Linked DNA regions of Mus musculus: region 2 is linked to region 1. A link is a contact called in public Hi-C data. All regions are on one chromosome and are shown on one strand. The core of a region is the stretch at or near the end of the contact, and the rest is flanking DNA. Distances in the headings are between cores, read along the strand shown.

Region 1 (6,782 bases), core at 2,323-4,822:
AGGGCGTGGCGAGGTGGAGAGGGCACAGATTCCCTTTGCTTACTCAGTAGGCCTTGAGAAAGTACTGCAAGTTAGTGTTTTTATGAAAATGCTAAGTGAAAACAAAAATATTTTTCCAAGGTTGTCATAAGAATAGACGGACATACCTGATACTTACTTCGCATAGTTAATATCCGTTACTTCTGGTTCCCTTCTCGTCTCATCTCTCCGCAGAAACCTAAACTCAGAACACACCTACCATCAAACACGGTGAGTATGAGCCAAATGGGTTTCTTTAAGAACTATTTATATTTGTAGTTTTATAGTTGTATAGAAGATGAGTCTCTGCTAAGGCAGGGCAGAGCAAGCGAGGCTGGCAAATCAACCTGGTCAAAGCCAGGCATCGCCTGTTCAACAGAGACACAGACCTTGTGAAGAAAGCAAGGATGAACACACAACACCCTGCTGGGACCAATGAGTGATAAACACCAGGGGGCTGAAGAGATGGCACTCACTCAGTGACTAACAAGTGTCTGTAACTCCCATTTCAGGGGACCTGAGCCCTTTTTTTGGTCTTCATGGTACATGTATATATGTAAGCAAAACACTCATTCACATAAAACACGGAAAAACTAATCTTTAAAAAGAGACATTGGGGTTCCATGTTAAGAAGGACCTGCCCGACCTTCCCCCTTTCCATCTCAAGACTCTGAGCTTGACCGTGTGGTCCACAGTCTCCCACTTGAGAATCACCTTAGGGAACTTCTGGGGACACTATTCCTTAAGAGATGGTTGAACGGGGGCTGGTGAGATGGCTCAGTGGGTAAGAGCACCCGACTGCTCTTCCAAAGGTCTGGAGTTCAAATCCCAGCAACCACATGGTGGCTCACAACCATCTGTAACGAAATCTGACTCCCTCTTCTGGAGTGTCTGAAGACAGCGACAGTGTACTTACATACAATAATAAATAAATAAATAAATAAATAAATAAAATCTTAAAAAAATAAGAAAGAGATGGTTGAACTTGCAGCCAAGACATGTCTCTATCTCTATCATGCTATCTAAGGCTCAGAGAACAAATGGGAAAGGGGATGGGGGGTGGGGGAGAGGGAGACGGGGAGAGAAAGACAGAGGGACAGGGAGAGGGAGAGAGGAAAGGAGGGAGAAAAGAAGGGAGGGAGGAAGAGAGAGAGAGAAAATAGGAAGAGAAAGAATAGGGAGAGGGGCTGGGAAAACGGCATAATCATGATCCCACAGCAGATGAGAGCTTGTCTAGGCTGGCACAAGACTAGACTGGCCACTAATCTTGGAAGGACTTGTGCAGCCCTGTCCCTCCCTGCTGGTGGATTCTGGAGGAGGGACAGTCATTGCCTTCAGCTGGATACTTAGAGGTGAGCCCACCAGGCACTCGTGGATAGCTCCAAACCTGTGGTCCATAGAAGACTGTGATTCAACTCAGTGGATCACAACACAAAACCAGAGGACTGACTGTGAAAGGAGACTTCTAGGGGAGAGGTGGGTGACTGTGCGGGGAGGGAGACTGGCGCTTTGGGGAGAGAGTGACCAGATGTTTTAATAAACATATGAAACTGTCAAGGAACAAACCTAAAAAAGATCATAATTAAAAATAGACCAGGTTCCTAGCCAGGCATGGTAGCATACACCTTTAATCCATCACACTCAGGAGACAGAAACAGGGAGATCTCTGAGTTCAAGGCCAGCCTGGTCTACAGAGTGAATTCCAGGACAGCCAAGGCTACATAGAGAAACCCTGCCTTGAAAAACCAAAAATTGAAAATTAAACTAAAAATATCAGACTCCTGAACCTCTAAAATCTGGGCCCTAAACCTACATTTAAAGATATTCTCATCAACCTGGGGCTTGGACCGTCCTTTTATAAAGATGGGGGGTATGTGTAATTTGACGGAAAAGACTTTCATCATCGTTGGAAGAGTTTGAATCATCTCTGTCTGTCTCAGTCATCGGACCTATAAATACAGAGAAGATAATGAGGATCTCGGAGAAATGGTGGTCTCTGCTGTCCGTGTCTCAGTTTGTGTGGGCAGGAGTTCTCTTTGAATGATTAAAAGAAAGTGACCGGGATGGGAATAAGCAAGAAGTCAGCCGATACCATCCAAAATGTTTTTTGTGTCTTTGTGAGGAATGGTGGATACACACACACACACACACACACACACACACACACACACACACACAGTTGACGTGCCCAAGCTGTATGTGATTAGTTCTGGGCAGAAGCGCATTAGGGCATCTGAAAACCACAACTGGAGACATCTATTCTGATGGGCCTAATGTTCGGCGTATTTCCTTTCAACTGAACTCGAGGGAAAGTACTTTGATACAATGTACATATGGAAATATTTTACAGCATTCTTAAAAAGTTAGATATTTCATTTAATATATATAAAACATACTCTTTTTCTTTTCAATGCACATAAGTACAGCCAAATCAATGCCTTCAAGGGTCCTTCGTCATTTCAGCCCACGTATTTTTGTTTTGTTTCTCTCTATGTTGGTGCTTAGAGTTTGCTGTGTTTGGAAGGCCTGGCTGACAGCCCTGGAGCCAGGGTTGCTGCTCGAGGCTTTTGGCCAGCAGCAGCAGCAGCCGCTCAGATGTACTCCACATACTCACCTCTGGAAAGATCATTTCTGGAGGTGAGAAGGCTCTTTGATTTCCCAGCAGCCCCGAAAGCCGTTGATGAGGACGGCCGTGGTACGGCTGCCCATTTGCAAGGACTTTGAGTTCTGAAGCCACTGCCATATTTCACATATGTAGTGAAATTGCAATCTGGGTTTTAGTTCAAATTCTTTGAAAAGATTAAAGTCTGTGCTTTTAGATGCTATTCCTAACCTTGGGGTAAAAGATAGTCTTCAATCAAAAGAATCCATTAATACTGGTAACATTTTTTTTTAAGGCATAGGGAGATGGAACAGATGATAGGGATAGCATTTGCTGTCAGGTTTTTAATCTCTTATATTAATGACTTCTAAAAAAACACTTATTATTGTATGTCTGTGTATATGTATGTATGCCTATGAGCACTTGCATGCCACAGCATACACATGAATATCAGACAACAACTTGCGAGAGTTGGCTCTCTCCTTCCACCATAAGGGGTCCTGCATATTTATTAAAAGATGTATCATGTTAAAAATTTAATAGAATTATTCTTTGTAAAAAATATTCAGTTGGCCAAAATTTGCCAGACCCATTTTTAAAGTTTTATAAATCTATATGATTTTCAAGGCAGCTAGATACATTTTTTTAAAAATCCTGGGTTTGATATTTTATTCATTTGAAAATGATGCTTTCAGGAGGTTTTTCTTTCATCTTTAAAGGAATAAACCATTTGCATTTTAAAGATATGCTGGAGCGCTCCAGGAAGCAGCCTTTTCTATTTATGTTATATTTAATTGCACTTACTTGATCATAGCATCCAGGCAAGTTTTTAAAAAACAAGTTTGCCTTTTTACTGTGCTTGTGAGCACAGCTGACAAATCTCAACTTATCAAAAGTACGGTTTTTTGGCCAGAGAAAAACTGCGTCTGACGGAGTACTAGAAAAGAGAAACCCTGCCCCACTGTGGCCACAGGAAGGAATTACAAGTGGGAAGTTCAGATGGTTATTTGAATTATACCAGCTTTGCCGAAAAGATTTAATTTCAATGTATATAGTTTTTTCTACAAAAGTCTATATGTTCGCGTTCATGTATGCATATATTTTAGTCTAACTCACTGCTATGTAGCAGTCATTCCTCTCTTGACAGTCTGCGGCACCGTTCACTTCCAGCGGCCATCTAACCCTCGAACACGTAGAGAAACTCAGCCCTCTTTCTCTTTAGCGCCTCAGAACTCAAATCTACAGGAGACACGGCGGAAGGCTTCCGCTAGTTTCTGGCCATGTCAGCGTCAGAATTTTGACCATATTTACGGTTAGGAATCTTCTGTCTGAGGAGTGACCTTGACATCTACTCCAGGGAATTATTGGATGGGTTGGATAAGATGACGTGGCACTGGGGGTGGCGGTGCACACCTTTAGTCCCAGCACTCAGGAAGCAGAGGCAGGCGGATATCTGTGAGTTCGAGGCCAGTCTGATCTACAGAGTGAGATATAGGTCAGTCAGGGCTACATAGAGAAAGTCTGTCTCAGAAAACAAAACAAAACATAAATTAAAGAAAAAAAAAAGACAGCATAATTCCCCTATGCACAACGGACATATATGTTGGTTGTCTAATACCTCTGCTTTTTTCTGGTTTTGTTTTTTTTTTTTTTTCCTTCTTTTTCTAGGTCAAGTGTGTGTGGCAGCACATGTCTGGAATCTTGGCTATATAGGAAAATAAGGCAGGTAGATCAAAAATTCAAGGCCAGTCAGTCCAAGCATCTGGCACTATCTCGTCTCAAAAATTAAAATGGGAGGGTCTGGAGATATGGATCAGTGGATAGGAGCAAGACCTGCTCCTGCAGAGGACCTAGGCTCTATTCTTGACAGATCACAACTGTTTCTAACTCCCATTCCAGGGTATGCAAGGCACACACATATAGCCAGGCAAAAGACATATGCACAGAGCTGGAAAGCTGGCTCAGTGGTTAAGAGCACTGACTGCTCTTCCAGAGGTCCTGAGTTCAAATCCTAGCAACCACTTTGGCCTCTGTAATGGAACCTGATGCCCTCTTCTGGTGTGTCTGAAAACAGCTACAGAATACTCATATACATAGAAAGTAAACACACACTGTAAAAACTTAGAAAGTGATAATAAATTTTAAAGGAGTGGGGATATATGCATACATACTCTTCCCTGGTCACGTTACTAGTAAAGATTTTTTTAATTTCCTCTACTGGGCTGTACTCCCCACTCTAGCCATTGCCCTGGGCAAGGCTAAGCTATTTAATCCCCTTCCTTCTCCCTGGCATCTTTAGTCTTTTTTCTGTGATCTTCCTTAATTTTATAGAAACATGACCAAGTTTTCCACCCTTAGACATCTCTTCCTGCTACCACTTGAACTTTCTTTATTCATATATATATACACACATACATATTACACATATATGTAATGTATATGTGATGGGTGAATGAATCCATTTTTTTAAAGATTTTTTTTTAATGTGAGTACACTGTCACTGTCTTCAGACACATCAGAAGAGGGCACCAGATCTCATTACAAATGTTTGTGCTGGGATTTGAACTCAGGACTTCTGGATGAGCAGTCAGTGCTCTTAACTGCTGAGCCATCTCTCCAGCCCTGGCTTTGAACTTTTTTTTGGTTTTTGTTTTTGTTTTTCGAGACAGGGTTTCTCTGTATAGCTCTGGCTGTCCTGGAACTCACTTTGTAGACCAGGCTGGCTTCGAACTCAGAAATCCTCCTGCCTCTGCCTCCCGAGTGCTGGGATTAAAGGTGTGCACCACCACGCCTGGCTGGTTTTGAGCTTTTAGCTTTTGGCACCGTTTTAGCCTCCAGTTGCTGGGATTACAGGTGACGCACACCCATCTCACCCTCATTTTATTGTCATTTTCCTTTTTCTAGATAGTTTCTCTGTGTACTTGTTCTGTTGACCAGGCTGGCCTCAAACTCAGAGATCTGCCTGTCTTCGCCTTTTAAGTATTGGAATTTTAAGACTTGAGCCATTCACTATCATTATTATTATTTTTTTTTAAGTTTCACTTTTTTTCCGTTCTGTACTTTGATTTCTGTCACTGTGCTGCTGAAATTAGTGAATTAAATTACCAAATATTTATAGACACAGAGTGGCCAGTAAGGATTCAGATCTGTTTTCTGGCCATTTTAACACTTTGTACTGGACACGTTCAATGGCTAATGGTCACTAAGGGCTGGCCTTCTGTCAAATGCTGCGGCTTCTTTTCCTTTTCCTTCATCTGACATGTGGAAACTCTCTTCTGCCGCTTCTGTATGTATGCCTGCCCAGCCTGAACCTTTGATCTTCTGTATTTACTTTGTAGTATCCTCCTCATCATGTGGGCGAGTCCCTAGGCATCCGTCTGCAACTCTCTTCCTTCTCTTTTAACTTTGGTCTGAGAACTTCCTATAATTTTATTCTACATTGGGTGGGTATATGAGGGCGTTTTTTTTCTGGGAAGAGAATTTATAGGTGGTTTTTTTTTTTTAAACAGCTTCACATGGTCTATGACCCTTCCAAAAAACAAACAACAACCCCCCCCCCAAAAAACCAATAAACAAAACCAAGTGAGCCTTCCAAAAATACGAAAACCAAACTAAAACCAGCACCACCTCCAACAAAAACTCCCCAAAAGCAAAACAAACAAACAAACAAACAACCCAAAAGACCCAAAGCCTAGTGTGGTGGAAAATGTCTTTAATCCCAGCATTGAGTTTGAGACCAGCCTGGTTTACTGAGAAGACAGCCAGGGCTATACAGTGAAAAACTGTCTCAAAAAAAACAAAACAAAAACAAAAACAAAAAAAAACAAAAACAAAAAACAAAAAACAAAAACCCACAAAAAACAAAAAACAAAAAACACCACCACCACCACCACCACCACCACCACAACAACAACAAAAAAACCTACCAAAAAAACTGACCAAACAACAACAAAAAAACCCCTTTAATAACAACAACAACAACAACAATAATAGTAACAACACAATAAACAAAACCAACCAACCAAACAAAAAGCCCTAATCCCTATTAGCTCCATATCACACTTAGGTGCATCAATTATGTGTGAGTCTCCTATGCTCCTATGACAGCTACCGCAGCCTCATGGTGCTCCTTGCTTGAGCCTCCTGAGTGCCAAGAGGACAG
Region 2 (6,782 bases), core at 1,391-3,890, 83 kb before region 1:
TCAGCTAAGCTTGCTAAGTGTTGTTTATTAGCAAAGTGCTGTCTCGGAGAGCCTGGTTTGGAACTACGTGCCATCGTGTAATAAAGTCTCACCTCCCTTCCTTCACATTCTTTCTCGGGCTCCCCCTGGCCCACAGAGAGAACATTCTAGAACAGCAGAGCACCTTAGGAACCTTGATCTCAAGCCTTCATTTGAAAGTAAGAGTCCTGCTTTATTCCAGTTAGACTCCAGCTACACTCTGTCGTTTGGTTCTCTGACAGTGGTCCTCAACCTTCCAAATGAGGCAACCCTTTAAATACAGTTCATCATGCTGTGGTGACCCCCCCCCAACCATGAAATTATTTTTGTTGCTACTTCATAACTGTACTTTTGCTATTATTATGAATCATAATGTAAGTATCTGATATGCAGGATATCTGATATGCATCCCAAGGGGTCGAGACCCACAGGTTGAGAACCACTTAAGAGTTCTCTGTGGCCAACTGGGCCAAATTCCTCTCAGTGACTCCAACAGAGTGAAGCAACTGCTTTCCCAGAGCAGGTTGTATCTCTTCTCTGGGGAAGTGGCCTCTACTTCCCCAGGGAAAATTAAAAATTCACTTCTAGGGAAGTCAATGTCTTTAGACTGCCTCCTGCCTCCTGCCTCCCTCTGCCTCTGCCTCTGCCTCTGCCTCTGCCTCTGCCTCTGCCTCTGCCTCTGCCTCTGCCTCTGCCTCTGCCTCTGCCTCTGCCTCTGCCTCTGCCTCTGCCTCTGCCTCTGCCTCTGCCTCTGCCTCTGCCTCTGCCTCTGCCTCTGCCTCTGCCTCTCTCTCTCTGCCTCTCTCTGCCTCTCTCTGCCTCTGCCTCTGCCTCTGCCTCTGCCTCTGCCTCTGCCTCTCTCTCTCTGCCTCTCTCTGCCTCTCTTTGCCTCTCTGCCTCTCTCTACCTCTCTCTCTGCCTCTCTCTCTGCCTCTCTCTGCCTCTCTCTGCCTCTCTGCCTCTCTCCAACCTCCCGCTTCTTATTTCCAAATCCTGGTTTTCTCTATCTCTCTGCATTTCTGTTCCTTTCCAGCTCCATTTTCCCCCTCACCATACTCCTGACTTTTTGTGATGAAAATTTTCAGTAATGCCAATAAATAATAATTTTTAAAACTCCAAAAGGTTAAAGCCAAAAGGTAGATTCCCTTTTAATGAATTTTTTTTTAAACCTTGCTTTTATGTAGTTCCTTTTATCTCTTCATCAAGGAAGTTGTATTCCACCAAGCCTCGGGGTATGATAAATAACTAACCAGGATGCTCTTTCCTCTCTGACAGGATGACTCAACACTGATTGGTATTATCTACATTCTTTAAGTGGTTTCCTGCAGAGCTATCCCTCTCTCACCTGCTCCACACATCCAGAAAAGCACTGAAGAGAAAATGTTTAGAAGCGACTCATGAGGAATGGCACAAAGGAAAGATGCTAACACTCCAGTGACATGGAACCTTCCAGGTGAGCAGCCCCTCTCTCTCAATAAGCCTAAAGAAGGCCTGTGGCCTTGTGGACTGAGAGACCCACACAGAGCTATCTGCCTGGCTCACCTGCATAAAGAAAAATTTCTAACTAACTGCTTCAGAAGAAGTGGAATTCCATAAAGAGCCATTTCTCAGGTACTGAGTCCCTCCTTTGAACTTGAGCCTTTTGGCACTTCATTTGCATCTGTTTAAACAGACACTCGGCCAGCATTTATCAGTCCAGCCTCTGTGAGCAGGGCCTTCTCGCTTCTGCACCTTGAAAGGATGCTCCAGTAAAAATACGATTTTCTTCCGTGTTTTTTTTTTTTTTAATACCTGACAGGCTATGACCCCATAGAAAGCTCTGGCAGAAACACAAAATCAATTGAGTTTCATTCGAACCATTCTTTTGCTCTCAGAAACCTTTGATAAATCTCAGATGAAAATTCTCCTGCCCCTCAGAAGCTCAGGAAGGCCACCGAACACTTTGATTTTTTTGACTCTGTCACGTAACGTAATTGGCGTGACGATCTTATCGATCTGTTGTTCTCCCGGTCAGTGGATTTGTTAATCTGCTTTCTAGTCAAGTAACTTGACCGGACATCATTTAAAAATGATTGCAGTGACTGCGACAGGGCAGGGGCCACAGGGTACCAAAGTCAACATTTTCGACAGTTGTATGATCATAATAAATGATCCCCTCCCCCTCCCAACCCTCCCACCTCCATCTTCTAACTGATTGATGCGATTGGTCCTTGCTCGAGGGGCAGGGAAGAGAGGTAAGATGAATCCACTCTGCATCATCAGCAAGAGTGATCTTTCTGAAATACAAGTATTACTTGGTCTAACCCCGCCCACTCCTAGCCCTGGGATAGATATCACCTCACTGTGTATGATAGAAGGACTCACTATAGCATATATAAGCTCCTAAATCTTTCTAGAGCATTGGTTCTTAATCTTGACCCTTTTAATATAGCTCCTCCTGATGTGGTGACCCCAACCATGAATTTATTTTCCTCGCTACTTAATAACTACAATTCTGCTACTGTGCTGTTATGAATTGTAATGTAAATATTTTTAAAGATAGGGGTTTGGCAAAGGGACCTCAACCCTTTGAGAACCACTGTTCTGGGCCTATTTCCTGCCACCTCATGAGTCACGTCTGCTACTTGAACTGCTTATAAGTAGAAGTCACCAGTTTTCCACTTGTTCCCTGGCTTTTTAGCATGGCAGCCTACCTTGGACCAGTCATCGGGTTCTTATTGGAGTTTTAGAACTCACTTCCTCTAGAATGGTTACGAGTTCATGGCATTTCATCTACCACCTTTTTAAATCTTTTCTCTCTCTTTGTCTGAGAACAGGAATTGTGTTTTAGGCCCTCAGAGTTGAACTGTTTTACAATATATTCATGAAAGCATTCCACGTCTTTTTCTCCACAGTATTTATCCCTCTCTGGGATCAAGTTTGAGAGCACACCGATTGATTTATAGCACCTAGCACCATTTGACTCACATCGTAGGCATTCAAGAAATAGTTACTTAAAGAAAACCAAACAAAGGGACCAGCAGGCACTTAAGATTAGCACTAGGCACCATGATGATATGCACCGCTATTAGATACCTGTCTTAGTTAGGGTTTTACTGCTATGAAGTCTTATAAATGACAACATTTAATTGGGACAGGCTTACAGGTTCAGAGGTTCAGTTCATTATCATCTAGGTGGGAACATGGCAGCATCCAGGCAGGAATGGTGCAGGAGGAGCTGAGAGTTCTACATCTTCATCTGCAGGCTGCTAACAGAATACTGGCTTCCAGGCAGCTAGGAGTAGGGTCTTAAAGCCCATACCCACAAGGCCACACCTACTCCAACAAGGCCACACCACCAAATAGTGCCACTCCCAGGACTGAGCACCTACAAACCATCACAATACCATTGAACAGTGGAGGGAGGAGCTAGAAAGACAGACAGTTCTGCAGTTAAAAGCACTTGCTGCTCTTGCAAAGGACTGTGCAGTTAAAAGCACTTGCTGCTCTTGCAAAGGACTGGGTTTCATTTCCAGCATTTACATGGCTGCTCGCAAGCAGCAGGAACTCTAGTTCTAAGGTATCCAGTGCCTTCATGGTCTCCTCCTTCAGGGACACACCAGGCACACAGATAGACAAACATTCACACATACAAAATCTTTGAAAAACAAAGTAAATCTTAAAAGAAAAAGTAAGGGGCAGGGAGCCCCTAAGGATGACCCGATGCTTAATAAAATCAAAGCGCGGGGTTTTGTTAGACATTTCCCTGGTTGGTTCAAGCAACATATTTTCCCACAGCCATTTGGCACACTCCTCTTACACATCCACACAAAGGAAAACATCATCTGAAGAAATAGGTTCAATTTCCTAAACTTGACACCCAGAGTCCAATTCTGAGTTAAGTACATCATCACTGCCCGTGCCTCCAGAGTGCTGAGGGGACAGTGTGTCTGCAAAGAGCTCTTGTTTTAGCCGTGGGATTTCCTCTCAAGCCATGGACATCAGCACTAAGACGTCACTCCCCCAACAGAATACTAGATACCAGACAATGATCGTTTGCAGGCCTTCCTCCAATGGTCCATAAGAGGTCAGTGGACAGAAATTCGAAGAGCCTCATTATGCCAACCGGTAAAACAACCAACCCCAGGGCAGCATCTAGCTGACAGTTAACTGTGAGCTGCCTCAATGGGGGATCATTATAATTTTAAAGTTAATGAAATATGAATAAATGTCTGGCATCAGATTGACGAATATGATATGTGCTTAGCAAATCCCTGAGAACGGGGAAGATGGCTAGGTGAAAACTATATAGGAAGATAGTTCTAGGAAGTCCCGCCTTAAAGTATGAATGAGTCTGCACTCAGCCAGGTGGTGCACAGCTGTAATCTCAGCACTTGAGAGGGGGAAGCAGAAGGGTAGAGAGTTCAAGGCCATCCTCTGCTACTAGTGAGACAGAGGCAGCCTGGAATGCAGGAACCTGGGGTGCTAGGGGCAGAAGGAAAGGCGTGGGGAAGGCCATACATACAAAGCAGAAAGAAGACTGGCTTTTACAGAGCAAAGGCTAAGAATTAGAAGTCAGTAAACTAGCTCATATCAACTGAAGAGTGATTCTCATTAAACTAGGTATGTGTGTGACTAAAAGTAACCAATTAAGTGTGTGTGCCTAAGCAGTTCTCTGTTATCTGCTAATATGCCTGCGCCTGACAAACCAACGCCCACTGGCTCCGATATCCACAGAGTGTAATCACCCGGGTTCCGGCACTCTTCTGAGACATGTGGGTGATTGGGACTGAGGAAACAGTGGGGAAAGTGCCACATATAGTCTAACAGAAACAGGAAATAAAACAGCATTCACTCACATAGGTCACTGGGGCATGCAAAGGGGGACTCCTGTGTGCTTTCTTCCGGTTTTAGAAGAGCAAACCGCTGAGGGGGACCCGGGAGCAATGTCTGCCAATTGGCTATGTGTCAGAGGCAGCCACCAAGGAGAGGTTCTTAGTGTGTCAAACCCCCGTCACCTGGATGGTGGGGATGGTAATATCCATCCAGACAGGAGACACTTTAGAGTTTTGATTGTTTTTGTAAAAATAAAAAAAAATACTAAAATGAACAGCTTTCAGGCTGATAGCCAGGCTCATTTACACACACGAGCAAAAGCCCTGGCTTCACAATTAGCCATCTGTTGAGATGGGGACATCCTTACTAATTTCATGAACTGGACTTGGAGGTGGACATCATTGGAAGATGTACTCATCTGTTGAAGGCCAAAGCAGATCTTAACTCCCTCCAGCTCCAAAGAGGAGCCGTAAAAGCTAGGAGAGAACAGAGTGTGGTGTGTCAGTGGAACCCACTCTGCTGGGCTGTTTCCGTGTCCCGTCCCGTCCCCCCACTTCCCCCCAGGGCTGGCATTCCAGCAGGCACAAAATAAAGGGCCCACAGATCCCACCAAGTTTAGTACCTGTTCGTATCTCTTTAGAAATCAAAAGGGAAAGGTGGAACTTTTGAACAGAAAGTGTGCTGTAAGGTGCAGGTTGAATGGTCATTATTCCAATGTGGACGGACAGTTTTCGTTTCATTTTTTTAAAGAAGAGGTGCTTGTGAAAGTTGTCATAGGCCAGCCTGTAGTATGGAATATTCTGGGACTATACTGCCAAAAATCTACCACCTCAGACCTACAAAGCAGTTTTAGTGTAAGGATCCACGATTTGCTGAAGAATAGCATTCTGAACTCAGATAGTATGTAAACAAGGAGGGTTTTATTCTGCAGAAGTCCAGCATGCTGGGATCTCCCCATTACCAAGAAAGAGAGACGCCCAAGTGAGCTTGCAGGCCTGATTTAAAGCACATCAGGGAATTCTGGGGTAGGTGACCTCTGTGTTAAATCTGTTGGGTCCGTCTCTAGGGACATCCCATTACTGAGGTGTGGGGGCTGGAAACCTGCTGGGAAGGTCTGGGAACTGTTACTGAAAAAGTAGCTCAGGAAGTCTGGAAACTACTGCTGACCCATGGTCCTTGCTTCAGGCCGGGCGGCTGGGACATTCCATGACCTGGGCATGAAGGCTGGAGCCTGGGTTTTTTTCTATTAGTAATTGACTTCCCTAGGCATGCCTGGACTTACCCAGGTTTTAGGCCTAGTCTCCTTGACTGTCAATTTGAAGTCTGTCATGGAATCTGCCCAGCCTTCTCTTTCGCCTCATGCATATCTCTTAGAGGTCCTCAACCTTCCTTCCTGATGCTGTGACCCTTTTCCTCATATTGTCGTGACCCCCAACCATAAAATTATTTTTGTTGCTACTTCATACCTGTAATTTTGCTATGTCATGGAGTGTAAATATCTGATGTAAATAAATATGCAGGATATCTGGTGTGTGACCCTGTGTGGGTCAGGACCCACAGGAGGAGAAGCAGTGTCTTAGGGATTGTTTTGCTAATTTGTAGATCATCTCAACTCAAACCGGAAGGTGGGGTAGGGTGGAATCCATTTCTCTTCCTCCTTTTCTGTCTCCTTTCCCCTTACTCTCTCTAATGAGCTTGCTGACCAGTTTCCCCTCCCCTCCTCCCTTCCTTTTTCCTCACTTCTCTGTTGAAGTAAACTTCCCCCATACATATTGCATTGGCTGGCAATAAAAGTGTGTCCCAGTATTCTCAGTTGTTAATCGCTGTGCCAACATCTCCAGGTGCTGGCAGGATAGGTAGATATTTGTTCCTTCCTTGCCTGCCCAAAGTACCCCGTGATTGGCTTAATAAAGAGCTGACAGCCAATAGCTAGGCAGGAAATGGAGGGC

The links. Hi-C and Micro-C count contacts between places; a contact is called where the count stands out from the background.
Region 2: a Hi-C map of pancreatic cancer cells shows a contact between it and region 1, with 2.5 times the contacts expected there. The contact joins two enhancer-like sites. A contact is called at or near these places in 18 of 484 Hi-C or Micro-C datasets (the 63-12 cell line, 8-cell embryo, B cells and 9 more), 3 of 115 datasets of contacts at active chromatin or transcription factors (all in embryonic stem cells) and 3 of 9 other capture datasets (adipose tissue, liver and pancreatic islet).

The regions. Positions count from the first base shown.
Region 1 is chr3:130,712,216-130,718,997 of GRCm38.p6, reverse strand. No RefSeq gene overlaps it. Among named protein-coding and RNA genes, the nearest start is that of Ostc, 6.2 kb to the right of the region's middle. Within about 2 kb of position 3,572, at least 119 of the 459 cell types and tissues checked have an H3K27ac peak or open chromatin away from gene starts, as enhancers often do. A contact at or near this core is called in pancreatic cancer cells, where this site is marked.
Region 2 is chr3:130,794,744-130,801,525 of GRCm38.p6, reverse strand. Gm36443 (a long non-coding RNA gene) reads left to right here. Exons shown (of 3, transcript XR_376074.3): 2 at 1,294-1,471. Among named protein-coding and RNA genes, the nearest start is that of Gm36443, 5.8 kb to the left of the region's middle. Within about 2 kb of position 2,640, at least 7 of the 459 cell types and tissues checked have an H3K27ac peak or open chromatin away from gene starts, as enhancers often do. A contact at or near this core is called in pancreatic cancer cells, where this site is marked.